Regions from separate parts of the Mus musculus genome. Here all the other regions are linked to region 1. The links are chromatin contacts, called in public HiChIP or PLAC-seq and promoter capture Hi-C maps. All regions are on one chromosome and are shown on one strand. The core of a region is the stretch at or near the end of the contact, and the rest is flanking DNA. Distances in the headings are between cores, read along the strand shown.

Region 1 (2,527 bases), core at 20-2,519:
AGTAACTCAATGTCCTCACTCAGATCTGATTTCGAGTGAGATAGAGAACAGCCCTATCCCAGTCCCCCTGTCAGATGACCCAATCGGAATGTCTACCATTACAGCTGGCTCTTCTGGGAAACAGCCCACCTCCCATCAACCCATTCTACTGGGCTCCTACCCAGATAAAAAACCAAGGGATGGTCATTTTTCTGCCTCTAAAAAACAAAACAAAACAAAACACTCTTGTCAGGTTGAAGCCCCTGCACTTTCTGTGCATCGCAGTGGACAAAAACCCGGCGCTTTGCTTTTTCCAATTCACTCCCAAAGAGTAGCAGCAACAGTAGTGAATACTGAGCACCCCACGATCCCATCTCCCCAAGACAATCCCTCGGCTTTGGACACTAAGCCAGACAGCTTGAATTTGACTCCTGGCTCCACCACCTGGTAGCAAATACCTCATCTCAGTGATGTGGACTTTTCTCTTTTGCAAATATAAAACGGGAAATAACAGAACCTATTTCTTAAGTTTGTCACTAGAATCAAATATCTGAATCATGCTCAGTATAGAGCAGAGGCAATAGCTAGCAATGGGTATATGTTGGCTCGAAGCTAACTTTAACATGTAGTAACAGTATGACTCCTATTTAATAGTCTTCACAGACTGCAGAGCTAGATGACCCACCCCCACGTTTGTAAGACCATAAGTGGGTGCCCAAGAATTCCCCAGATTGGCACTAAGCTAATGATGAGGTCTGGTCTCACCTGATGTTCCCCAAGGTAGCAATGATGAGCCCCAAGGCCAGCCCATGAGCCAAGGCAGGCTGCAGGAGCCCAGTATTCGGACTATTCTCAATGACCGATAGACATCCGATGAAGATGAAGAGAGCGGAGCCCACAAGTTCCACTATACATGGTTGTACGTATTGCTCATACCAGAACACACGGCATCTGCCAGCCATGCTGGTCTTCACCTTGACCTCAGGTAGGTCCATACTACACATTGGTGTCTGCCGTAGGGGGAAAAAAAGACAGGAAACATGGGTGGCAGAGGCCCCAAGACAAAAGCCCCCACCCCCAGCCTTGACCAAATCCTTAGTGCCCTTGCCCAGGCAACAGACTCACCTCCCCAGACATCTGCTCAAGAAGATCCGAGCCAGAGCTACCAGGAGCTTCGCCGGCTGCCCTAGATTGTACTCACTTATCTCTAGGTCACAGACTGGAGGTAGAGTCTAGCGGACTCTGCGCTTTTAAAGGACTGGGGACATTCACCAAAGGTGTCCAGAAAGCAATAAAGCCCGAATGGGAGGTGGCCCAGAAGAGTCAACTTTTTTTTTCTAATCTCAACAGGGCAAGGGCCACGTGGGATCAATGATTGCTGGGCTTAGTGCCAGCAACAGGAAAGGCGTGGTTAGCTTGTATCATGTGCATGAGTGCTCAGGCCTGAGGAAGGTCCCAGCAGGAGACACTGCACACTCAGTAACAGCCAGCTCCGCTACCATTGACATTCCACCATCCTCGTGGGTCTCTTTCCCACCCAGGACCTTTTCCACAAATACCCTGATCACCTGACCCAGCGAGTGTGTGAGCTGATGATGGCTGCTGGCTGCCTAAGGCAGTAGGGACAATATGGCACTGTTGTGTATGGTAAAGCTGGTGGACTTTGGAAACCTGGGGATGAGTAGGAGTAGGACCTACGGGCTTACCTACCCAAAGCCAGGGAACCACCAGTGAGATGCACCCCTCTGCTCACACTGCCTGCACTGACACCCCAGCTCAGCTTGTACAAGCCAAGAGCTAACCACGCAATTGAGTGCCACTGAGCTCGAGTCACTTTCACTGTTTCATCGGCAAATGACAGCGACTGAGCTAATGGCATGGCATCCTTACAGGGCTTCAATGAGTGAAGAAATGAAAAGGACTCAAGGTAGCTCCAGATACAGTACAAAAATGCCAGAGTCCATGAACTCAGAATATATGTGTAAGCCCCTCATGGCGTGCGAGTGGCCAGGCCCTGCCCCTGAGGATCTCCAACTGCTATAATCACCACTCAGGTGGCCCAGCTCCGCCCTACAGAGTAAAAAGCCCAAGATCAGGATTTGAAGTCCCACTAATCCCCACCCTGGAAAGTTCTACCCTGGAAAGTTCTGTTCCCCTACCCCTAAGCCCAAAATAAAGCCTGTCTTCTGCTCAGTTCTCTGCCGCTTCTTGTCTGAGCAGAGGTAGCCACCCTCCTGGGTTTTTCCCTTCTAATAAATCTCTTGTATGAAATTTGTCATGCAGAATGGCTTTGTGGTATCCCTTGGCTCCCAACTGCCAGGAAACCTTTCCCTTCAAAGCTATAAAACTTACAGCGGGGGGGGGGGGACACCCCATGAGCTATACCAGTTCCCCTTCCCCACAGACCTGTAATACCCATATAGACACCCACGGGCAAGAGTTCATATGTATTAACGTCCACCAACCTTAGAATGCACACTCGGATGTTACAGTGCCAGCAGCTGGCTAAGAGCCTTGCATACATTGCCTCAGGTTCACCTGGAGAACA
Region 2 (2,527 bases), core at 9-2,508, 240 kb after region 1:
AAAACAACACGAAAAGTCTGGCCATAGTGATACAATCTTGTCATCTCAGCTCTCGGGAGGCAGCAACAGGAGGATCTTTGAGGTTTGCTGGCCATTCAGGCTAGCCTAATAGTCACAGGTCCCTCTGGACACTATCTCAAAAACAAACAAAAAAACAATGTGGATGGTTCCTAAGGAAAGACTACTGAACTAGATCCAAATTGACTTCGGGCGAATAAACATGCACACATATTTGCAACACCCATGAACTTGTATAAATACCAAAGGAAGGAAGGGTTGAGAAACGGGAGGGAGGGAAGGAAAGAGGGAGGGAGGGGGGAGGGGGAGGGAGAGAAGGAGGGAGAGAAAGTAAAAAGAATTCCAGCTATGGAGGCACATTGCTGCCCTGTCCCTTATCAGCCCTGAGAAGCTGAACAAGCTGTGCAATGCTGCACATAGGACACAAAACAAGTTTGTGGTTACCAAGAACCTGCCAGGGGCTTTCACTCCATTGCACAGCTAATCTTCAATTTGCAACCCTATAGCTGAGTCCCCTGAGTACAGAGATCACAAGTCTGTGCCACCAAGACTAGCTGCCTGTTTGACAGCAAGTGTAGATGCTTGAACGTCATCATTGCACAAATATAGTCACCATCATGGTCAGTATTTCCTGTTCCTTTTCTTTCTTTCTTTCTTTCTTTCTTTCTTTCTTTCTTTCTTTCTTTCTTTCTTTCTTTCTTTCTTTCCTTCCTTCCTTCCTTCCTTCCTTCCTTCCTTCCTTTCTTTCTTTCTTTCTTTCTTTCTTTCTTTTTCGAGACAGGGTTTCTCTGTATAACCCTAGTTGTCCTGGAACTCACTTTGTAGACCAGGCTGGCCTCGAACTCAGAAATCCACCTGCCTCTGCCTCCCAAGTGCTGGGATTAAAGGCGTGTACCACCACCACCCAGCCTCCTGTTTCTTTACTATGTGTTTACTATTTCCTGCAAGGTGGGTGAGGAAAGGAGTGTCTTATGTGGAGGAATTCAGAAGATAGGCTGTGCGAGGAGGCATGCCGTCTACCCCCATTGCTGCCTGCTGAGACAGGCCCCAGCACTGTAAAATGAAACCAAAAGAGAAGCAGCCCTTGCTTGCTTTCCATTGCTGCAATCAGCCTCGGCCACAGGCAGCTTGGGGAGGAGAGGGTTCGTTTGACTTACATATCTTGGGTCATGGACCACTGAGGGAAGCCAAGTCAGAAACTCAAGCAGAGGCTACGGAGGGATGCTGCTTAGTGGGTTGTTCCTCCTGTCTTCCCTGCTTGCTTTCCTATACACCCTAGGGCCACCTGCCCAGGCACCACTCACAGTAGGGTCAGGTCCTCCCTCAGCAGTCATCAGTTAAAAAGATGCTCCCAGTCTTGTCCTAGAGGCCAGCTTTACAGGGACATTTACTTGATTGAGGTTCCCTTTTCCCGGATGAGTCCAGCTTGTGACAAGTGAATGAAAAACTGACCAGTGAAGGAAGGAAAGAAAGAAGGAAGGAAAGAAGGAAGGAAGGAAGGAAGGAAGGAAGGAAGGAAGGAAGGAAGGAAGGCAGGCAAATATTTAAATTTATAAATTGAACTATCATTATGATATACCATGCTTCCAATTTAAGAAAGAGCCCTAAGGAACATATTTTAGATGATGCAATGAATATTAAAAACAAGGACATGTAAGCGTAGTGGTACATGCCTTCAATCCCAGGAATTGGGAGGCACAGACAGGAGGATCTCTATGAGTTCAAGGTCAACCTGGTCTATGTAGTTACTTTCAGGAAAGCCAAGGCTATGTAGAGAGACCCTGTTTCATAAAACAAAAACAAAACAAATCCACTAGTGTCTTCCATAAATTGGAGAAGGTTCTAGACTCATATACTTACAAGCATGGTTTTTGCCCCCATGACTATCTGGAGTGTCTGAAAGCCTTAGCTATGAGGTAGTTCTGTCCATTGCAGCATTTGTGCATCTGGACAAACTAGGTGTCCCATGGCACAAATAGTCATGGTCAAAATCTCTCACATTCTGAAAGATCAGTATCCCCAGTGCACATCTTTGCCCCAGGTTAAATAATGCAATTAAAGAATTTTTAATAAAGAAGTGGAGGGCCTGGGCATGCAGCCTGGTGGCAGAGCACTTGTCTTGTGTGCACGAGGGCCCAGGTTCCATTCCCAGCTCTGCAGTAAAATGCTGATAATCACAATGAAGTAGCTTGAGCAGTTGAGGACAGAGTGCTCAAGTAGCAGGCGGAGATGGGCAAGGAGTGTGAAGGCAAGGGCTCTGCCTGGGCAAAGTACAGGGTGGCTTCAAGGCTGCTTGGTCCGTTACTGCAGCTGTAACAAAACACCTTAGCCTGCATAAAATTTAAAGGATTGTTTTATGTGTACATGTATGTGCCTGAGTGTATGTGCACCGGGTACATGCAAGTGTCTGCAGAGCTAGAAGAAGATGTCAGATCCTTTGACACTGGAGTTGTAGGCAATTGTGACCTGCCTGATATGAGTGGTGTAAATTGAACCCAGGCCCTTTGCA
Region 3 (2,527 bases), core at 20-2,519, 210 kb after region 1:
GCATGGATGCATGCATGGATGGATGGATGGATGGATGGATGGATGGATGGATGAGTGGATGGGTGGATGGATGGATGGATGAGTGGATGGATGGATGCATGGATAGATGGATGAAGGAGTGGATGGATGGATGCATGGATGGATGGATGCATGGATGGATGGATGCATGGATAGATGGATGAAGGAGTGGATGCATGGATGGATGGAGGAGTGGATGGATGGATGGATGCATGGATGCATGGATGGATGGATGGATGGATGGATGGATGGATGAGTGGATGGGTGGATGGATGGATGGATGGATGAGTGGATGGATGGATGCATGGATAGATGGATGAAGGAGTGGATGGATGGATGGATGGATGGATGGATGGATGGATGGATGACAGAGTGGGCAGACAGATGGATAGATGGATGGATGGATGAATGGATGGATGGATGGATGGACAGATGGATGGATGGACAGATGGATGGATGGACGAGGAAGTAGGTGGATGCATGGGACAGGGAATGGGTGAGTGATTGAAGAGGAGAATAGATTATGATGGGCATTCCCAGCAACTCCCCATGACCAGACTCTCTTTCAAACTCTAACAAATACAGAAAAGCTACACACATTATTTCCTCATGCATCTCATCCTAAGATGAAGGGAGGGGGCTCAAAATGAAGCCCCGTGGGCAGTTAAGTTTGAGAGACCTGCCCTGCACTCTGGCAACAACCTCATGGCCTCCCCACTTCTGCTCTCTTCCTACCTGTCCTCCTCCACACTGTGACCTGTGTGTTCCAGCCAGGGTGATCTCGTTCACCTGTGTGGCTCTCACATCATCCATAGTAGGCAAGCAAGAGCTGCACACCAGGCCCTTCAATGCTGGCCAGTTGGTAACCTCATATTCTTTATTCACTCTGTATCTCTAGGGCTTTGGGCTCTGCCTCTTAACACATCATAATTTCATGCATCTTCCAGCTTTAGCTTGTGTTAGTATAGCCATCGGGAATGGTGACACACCTCTTTCCAACTGGTGGACTGTGCCTAAGACGACACTCACCTTGTGCCAGACTATAAGGAAGCATTCTAAAAAGAGTGCCTTGAGTCTGCAGCCAGGACACAGTCAGTTGCTGCTGTTTGTACTAGATGGGATGTCTTCTGCCCCTGCAGGACAGACATCCATGTAGGACAAAAGTATCACCACCCCCAGGGGTGACATCTTGAGCTGATCCTGCTGAGCAGTCCAGCCTGGAGGCTACAGTGCATGTGGTGTTTGCCACCTTCCTGGAGACTAGCCCATCCAAAGGTCAGCGTGAGGCATGCCCAGGCAGTCCCCAGCACATCTGATTAAGATCTGCCCACTCTCTCGTTTCTGGAGGAAGGTCACAGGGCAAGGAAGTGGGGGTGGTTCTTGGATCTCTGTTCATGCTGAGATGTCACCAAACAAACTTTGGCAGGCCTAGGGAGGGATTCCTTGCCTCTGCCTGGCCTTTATTCATGATTCTTCTGCCTCCTCCCCTCTCTCTATCCCCTCTAACATCAAACCTGCCCCAGAGAGAAGTGATATGGAAGAAATGCCTTGCATGCACTCGGTTAGCCTCTCACCGTGCCGTAGGAGCATGGCTAGGCTGTGTGTCCACCTTACCGAGATCTTGGTGAAGATGTAGATGAACAGGTAGAGCACAGCCAGGGTGATGGAGATCCTGTTGCCCCCAAAGCGCCGCCTTAGATATTCTGGCATCGTGGTTACCTGGGGGTTGAAAACGCTTGTAGCCCCCAGGTGGCCTTGGGCATTTGCCTCCTCAGCTTGGCTACCAGCCCCGCCCATCTCTCCCATGACCACTGAAGTCAGAAGCACAGAGTATCTTTTTGGCTTCTCCATGGGAAACAATGAGGACGAGGACTTGGGGAGGGGCAGACTGTGGAGGCATTTGAGTCTAGACAGGGTTCTGTACCTAACTATTGTGTTTCAGGTGTGTGTTCATGAGTGTGTGTGTGTGTGTGTGTGTGTGTGTGTGTGTGCACATAACGACTGCATGCCACAGCACAAATGTGGAAGTCAGAGGACAGCTTGCACAAGTTGACTCTCTCCTTCCATCATGTGGGTGTGAGGATCAAATTCAAGTTGCCAGGCTTGGCAGCAAGCACCTTTCCCAGCTGAGCCATGTCACTACCCCAGACATGAGACAGGATGTTCTCCATCCTAGTTTAGATGTAGGCCGAATTTCTGTAATGTGGTTTTTTTTTTTTTTCTATTTAAGCAAACCTGCCTTTCTACTTAACTTTATACTTAAAAACTTTTGGTTTTTTACTAAATGCTTTTGGTTTTCTGAGGGGGAGATTTCAAGATAGGCTCTCTCTATGTGTCCCTTACTGTCCTAGAACTCACTTTGTAGACCTTCAACTCAGCCTGCCTCTGCCTCTGCCTCTCAAGTGCTAGAAGCACAACCATGCCTGGAGATATTTAAAACAAAACAAAACAAACAAAAAAAAAACAAAACAAAACAAAAAACAAAAAACAGTGCTAGAAATTGAATTCT
Region 4 (2,527 bases), core at 19-2,518, 170 kb after region 1:
CTTTTGTGTCTGAAGACAGCTACAGTGTACTTACATATAATAATAAATAAATCTTAAAAAAAAAAAAAAAGAAAATTAGGTTTGGCAATGCAGACCCTAATGCTCTGAATGAAGAGTGTGTTCCTTCTGCCCCATCCTCCAGACGCCATCCTACCAGAAACCAACTGTTTTTTCCAGCTATCCATAGCTTTCAGCCAAATGCACACATACACACAGTTGCGTCTGTGTCTCCTGCAAGCTCAGGGGCAGTGGTGTGGCCTTGCACAGCCACTGGTGTGCTTATGGATGTGGCTTCCACCTCCTCACATGTGAGATGGGAACTCGATCGATCGATCGGCACAGAACTGTGTCACTCGACATGAGGCTGCCTGCTTGCTCTCAGCTGCACACACCACCTGCTCAGGGGCATCTGTTGATCAGTGTGTGAGGTTGGCTTTGCTAGGGTTCAAAGCCAGAACCAGGTGCTTGCTTTGGTAACTGGGATGACCGCTGACATGTCTTGCCACTTACCTGCATGCTGGGCAACGTGGGCGGCGTCCCTTCAGTGGTTTTAACAGTGAGAACCTGCGGGCTTCTGTCTCTCTAGTCGGCATGTGTGGTGTGTTGACTGTTTCTTCTCTCTGTGTAGCTTTGGTGTGAAGCTAATGGACTTCCAGGCCCACCGGCGGGGTGGCACTCTAAATAGAAAGCACATAGCCCCCGCTTTCCAGCCGCCACTCCCGCCCACGGATGGCAACGCCTTGGCTCCAGCAGGCCCAGAGCCCCCTTCTCAGAGCTCTAGGGCTGACAGCAGCTCAGGGGGTGGGCCTGTCTTCTCTTCTACGGGCATATTGGAGCAGGGGCTGAGCCCAGGTGACAGCAGGTAAGGAGCCCACTTCTGCTGGCAGACAAGGCTGGATGCCCCTGCCTACTTCCAAGTGGCCATCTTTGGCGTGGCGGCAGAGAGCAAACCAAAGTTGCTTTCACTCCTTTGGTTAGTGGGGGAGAGAGATTGCAAATTGCTTGTTTGCTTAGCAGCACATGTTGGTGTGCTTTGGTGCTGGAAAGTAGAGACTAACAGGTGTCTAATGGTGTGCTCGGCCTCTACCTGTTCAGTGTGTAGCTCTCAGTGTTCACGTACCCTTTGCCTGGGCGCTAGCTGAGTCACAGGATTCTTGCCATTTGTCATCCGTTTGCTCATTTAATAATTACATTCAGTTGCACAGAGTTGCCAAATAGCTGCTGTTGCACCAGGCTGCCAGCACACTGGGTGACTAAGGGTCCCTCCACCCCTTAGGCACACGGGTCCAAGAAAGAAAGTAAGGTGGCATGTGTTCTGAAAAGGCTTGTTCATTTGCTTGAACTTTGACACGATGCTGGGAGCTGGGCTTCACAGGGATTACCTTACGAGGCCTTCAGGCTGGAGATTTCTGCTCTGTACCACCCAGTTCTCCACTGATCAAGCAGAGGCCACTGCAGGACTGATCTCTGCTTCAGATCTGGTGGCTCTACAGGAGATGAGCCCTGCCCAAGTGCTGATGTTTCAGTTGTCATTGTTTTAGTCCTTGTCTTTGGACAGCCACACAGTGCCCCATGGTCACAAATGCACAAATGTGCATATGTGTGCAGTACATGTGCACAAAGCAAAGCCTGTTTACCATGTGTGGTTTATCACACAGATGGGTTTCCTTGCGGAACTCTGATTGCATCTTTTTGGTGGTTAGCCCATAATCCCAGTTACTTGGAAGGAAGAATAATTACAAGTTCAAGGCCAGTCTGGGTAACAGTGAGACCTTGTCTCAAAGTAAAAACTAAAGCATAGGGCTGAGGATGTAGCTCAGGTCGGAGCACTTGCAAGGTATGTCAGTAGACGTCAGAGAGAGCACAGGACTCTTGTTTTATCGCCGTAGCTGGACTCAGTGCTTATGTTCATCCATGAGTCCTGTAATCTAGGGAAGTCCATCTTTCAGTCAAGAAGTCTTGGCTGTGCTTTAGGAATGTGCTGGAGGTACCATGCTGTCAGTGACCACTCCGACATGCGGGCCTTGGTTTTAGAGTAAATGGTTTTTGTTTGTCCAAGTGATAAGCCAATTTCCTTATGACATGCAGTTTGTTTAACCAAAGCTGAATATTTAAGGAAGTAGTCAGCCGTCTGCAGAAAGAGGAGTGTGTGTCAGCCATCAGTCTGCCTTCTAGTTTCTATACTTGAAATATCTTTGTGCACACTTCAATGGCATCTGCCCTTTGGTGACCTTGACAAAATGTGATCTTTGGTATAGAAAGCTGTGAGCCGGGAAGTAGGAGGCCTGAATTGGCTGTCAGCTTTAGGCTGTCATCGGGCAGCTCCTCAGAGCTCCTCAGTCCAGGTAACTGATGGCAGAGTTGCTTTATGTTTGTTACTTTTGTACAACAGCTAGGAAAAAGTCCCCAAGCCTCATTTGCTTAAAATAACACCCAATTTAAGGACATGCAAAACAGAACATGAGGCTTACTGTGGATGCTCTGAGATGCTTGGCCTTAATCTCTGTGGCAAAGGAGCTGAAACTTA

The links. Promoter capture Hi-C pulls out the DNA fragments that hold promoters and counts their contacts. HiChIP or PLAC-seq counts read pairs in DNA pulled down with a chosen protein or histone mark.
Region 2: a contact with region 1 is called in an H3K27ac HiChIP or PLAC-seq map of extraembryonic endoderm stem cells. The contact joins the enhancer-like site here to the promoter of Aqp8 in region 1. A contact is called at or near these places in 17 of 39 promoter capture datasets (the C10 cell line, the HPC-7 cell line, Sertoli cells and 11 more), 1 of 15 datasets of contacts at CTCF or cohesin (the NIH/3T3 cell line), 62 of 484 Hi-C or Micro-C datasets (the AML12 cell line, B cells, the Ba/F3 cell line and 41 more), 19 of 115 datasets of contacts at active chromatin or transcription factors (the 230-238 cell line, acute myeloid leukemia, astrocytes and 6 more) and 5 of 9 other capture datasets (adipose tissue, embryonic stem cells, liver and 2 more).
Region 3: a contact with region 1 is called in a promoter capture Hi-C map of the HPC-7 cell line. The contact joins the enhancer-like site here to the promoter of Aqp8 in region 1. A contact is called at or near these places in 9 of 39 promoter capture datasets (the C10 cell line, the HPC-7 cell line, cranial neural crest and 6 more), 4 of 484 Hi-C or Micro-C datasets (the G1E-ER4 cell line, embryonic stem cells, extraembryonic endoderm stem cells and 1 more), 5 of 115 datasets of contacts at active chromatin or transcription factors (embryonic stem cells, extraembryonic endoderm stem cells and stem cell-derived neural progenitor cells) and 4 of 9 other capture datasets (adipose tissue, embryonic stem cells, liver and 1 more).
Region 4: a contact with region 1 is called in a promoter capture Hi-C map of hippocampal neurons, with 2.5 times the contacts expected there. The contact joins the enhancer-like site here to the promoter of Aqp8 in region 1. A contact is called at or near these places in 19 of 39 promoter capture datasets (the 3T3-L1 cell line, 3T3-L1-derived adipocytes, the C10 cell line and 12 more), 1 of 15 datasets of contacts at CTCF or cohesin (the G1E-ER4 cell line), 62 of 484 Hi-C or Micro-C datasets (B cells, the Ba/F3 cell line, CD8 T cells and 27 more), 5 of 115 datasets of contacts at active chromatin or transcription factors (embryonic stem cells, extraembryonic endoderm stem cells, pancreatic cancer cells and 2 more) and 5 of 9 other capture datasets (adipose tissue, embryonic stem cells, liver and 2 more).

The regions. Positions count from the first base shown.
Region 1 is chr7:123,461,036-123,463,562 of GRCm38.p6, reverse strand. Aqp8 (aquaporin 8) reads right to left here and starts at 1,269. Exons shown (of 6, transcript NM_001109045.1): 1 at 1,105-1,269; 2 at 745-989. The coding sequence starts at 1,116.
Region 2 is chr7:123,225,097-123,227,623 of GRCm38.p6, reverse strand. The region is part of intron 1 of Slc5a11 (solute carrier family 5 (sodium/glucose cotransporter), member 11); the gene reads right to left. Among named protein-coding and RNA genes, the nearest start is that of Slc5a11, 11 kb to the right of the region's middle. Within about 2 kb of position 1,258, at least 9 of the 459 cell types and tissues checked have an H3K27ac peak or open chromatin away from gene starts, as enhancers often do. A contact at or near this core is called in CD8 T cells and extraembryonic endoderm stem cells, where this site is marked.
Region 3 is chr7:123,247,148-123,249,674 of GRCm38.p6, reverse strand. Slc5a11 (solute carrier family 5 (sodium/glucose cotransporter), member 11) reads right to left here. Exons shown (of 17, transcript NM_146198.2): 7 at 1,633-1,737. Among named protein-coding and RNA genes, the nearest start is that of Slc5a11, 34 kb to the right of the region's middle. Within about 2 kb of position 1,269, at least 11 of the 459 cell types and tissues checked have an H3K27ac peak or open chromatin away from gene starts, as enhancers often do. A contact at or near this core is called in the HPC-7 cell line, where this site is marked.
Region 4 is chr7:123,292,807-123,295,333 of GRCm38.p6, reverse strand. It overlaps Arhgap17 (Rho GTPase activating protein 17), which reads left to right. Exons shown (of 20, transcript NM_144529.2): 17 at 629-862. Among named protein-coding and RNA genes, the nearest start is that of Arhgap17, 76 kb to the left of the region's middle. Within about 2 kb of position 1,268, at least 23 of the 459 cell types and tissues checked have an H3K27ac peak or open chromatin away from gene starts, as enhancers often do. A contact at or near this core is called in the HL-1 cell line, hippocampal neurons, pancreatic cancer cells and 1 more, where this site is marked.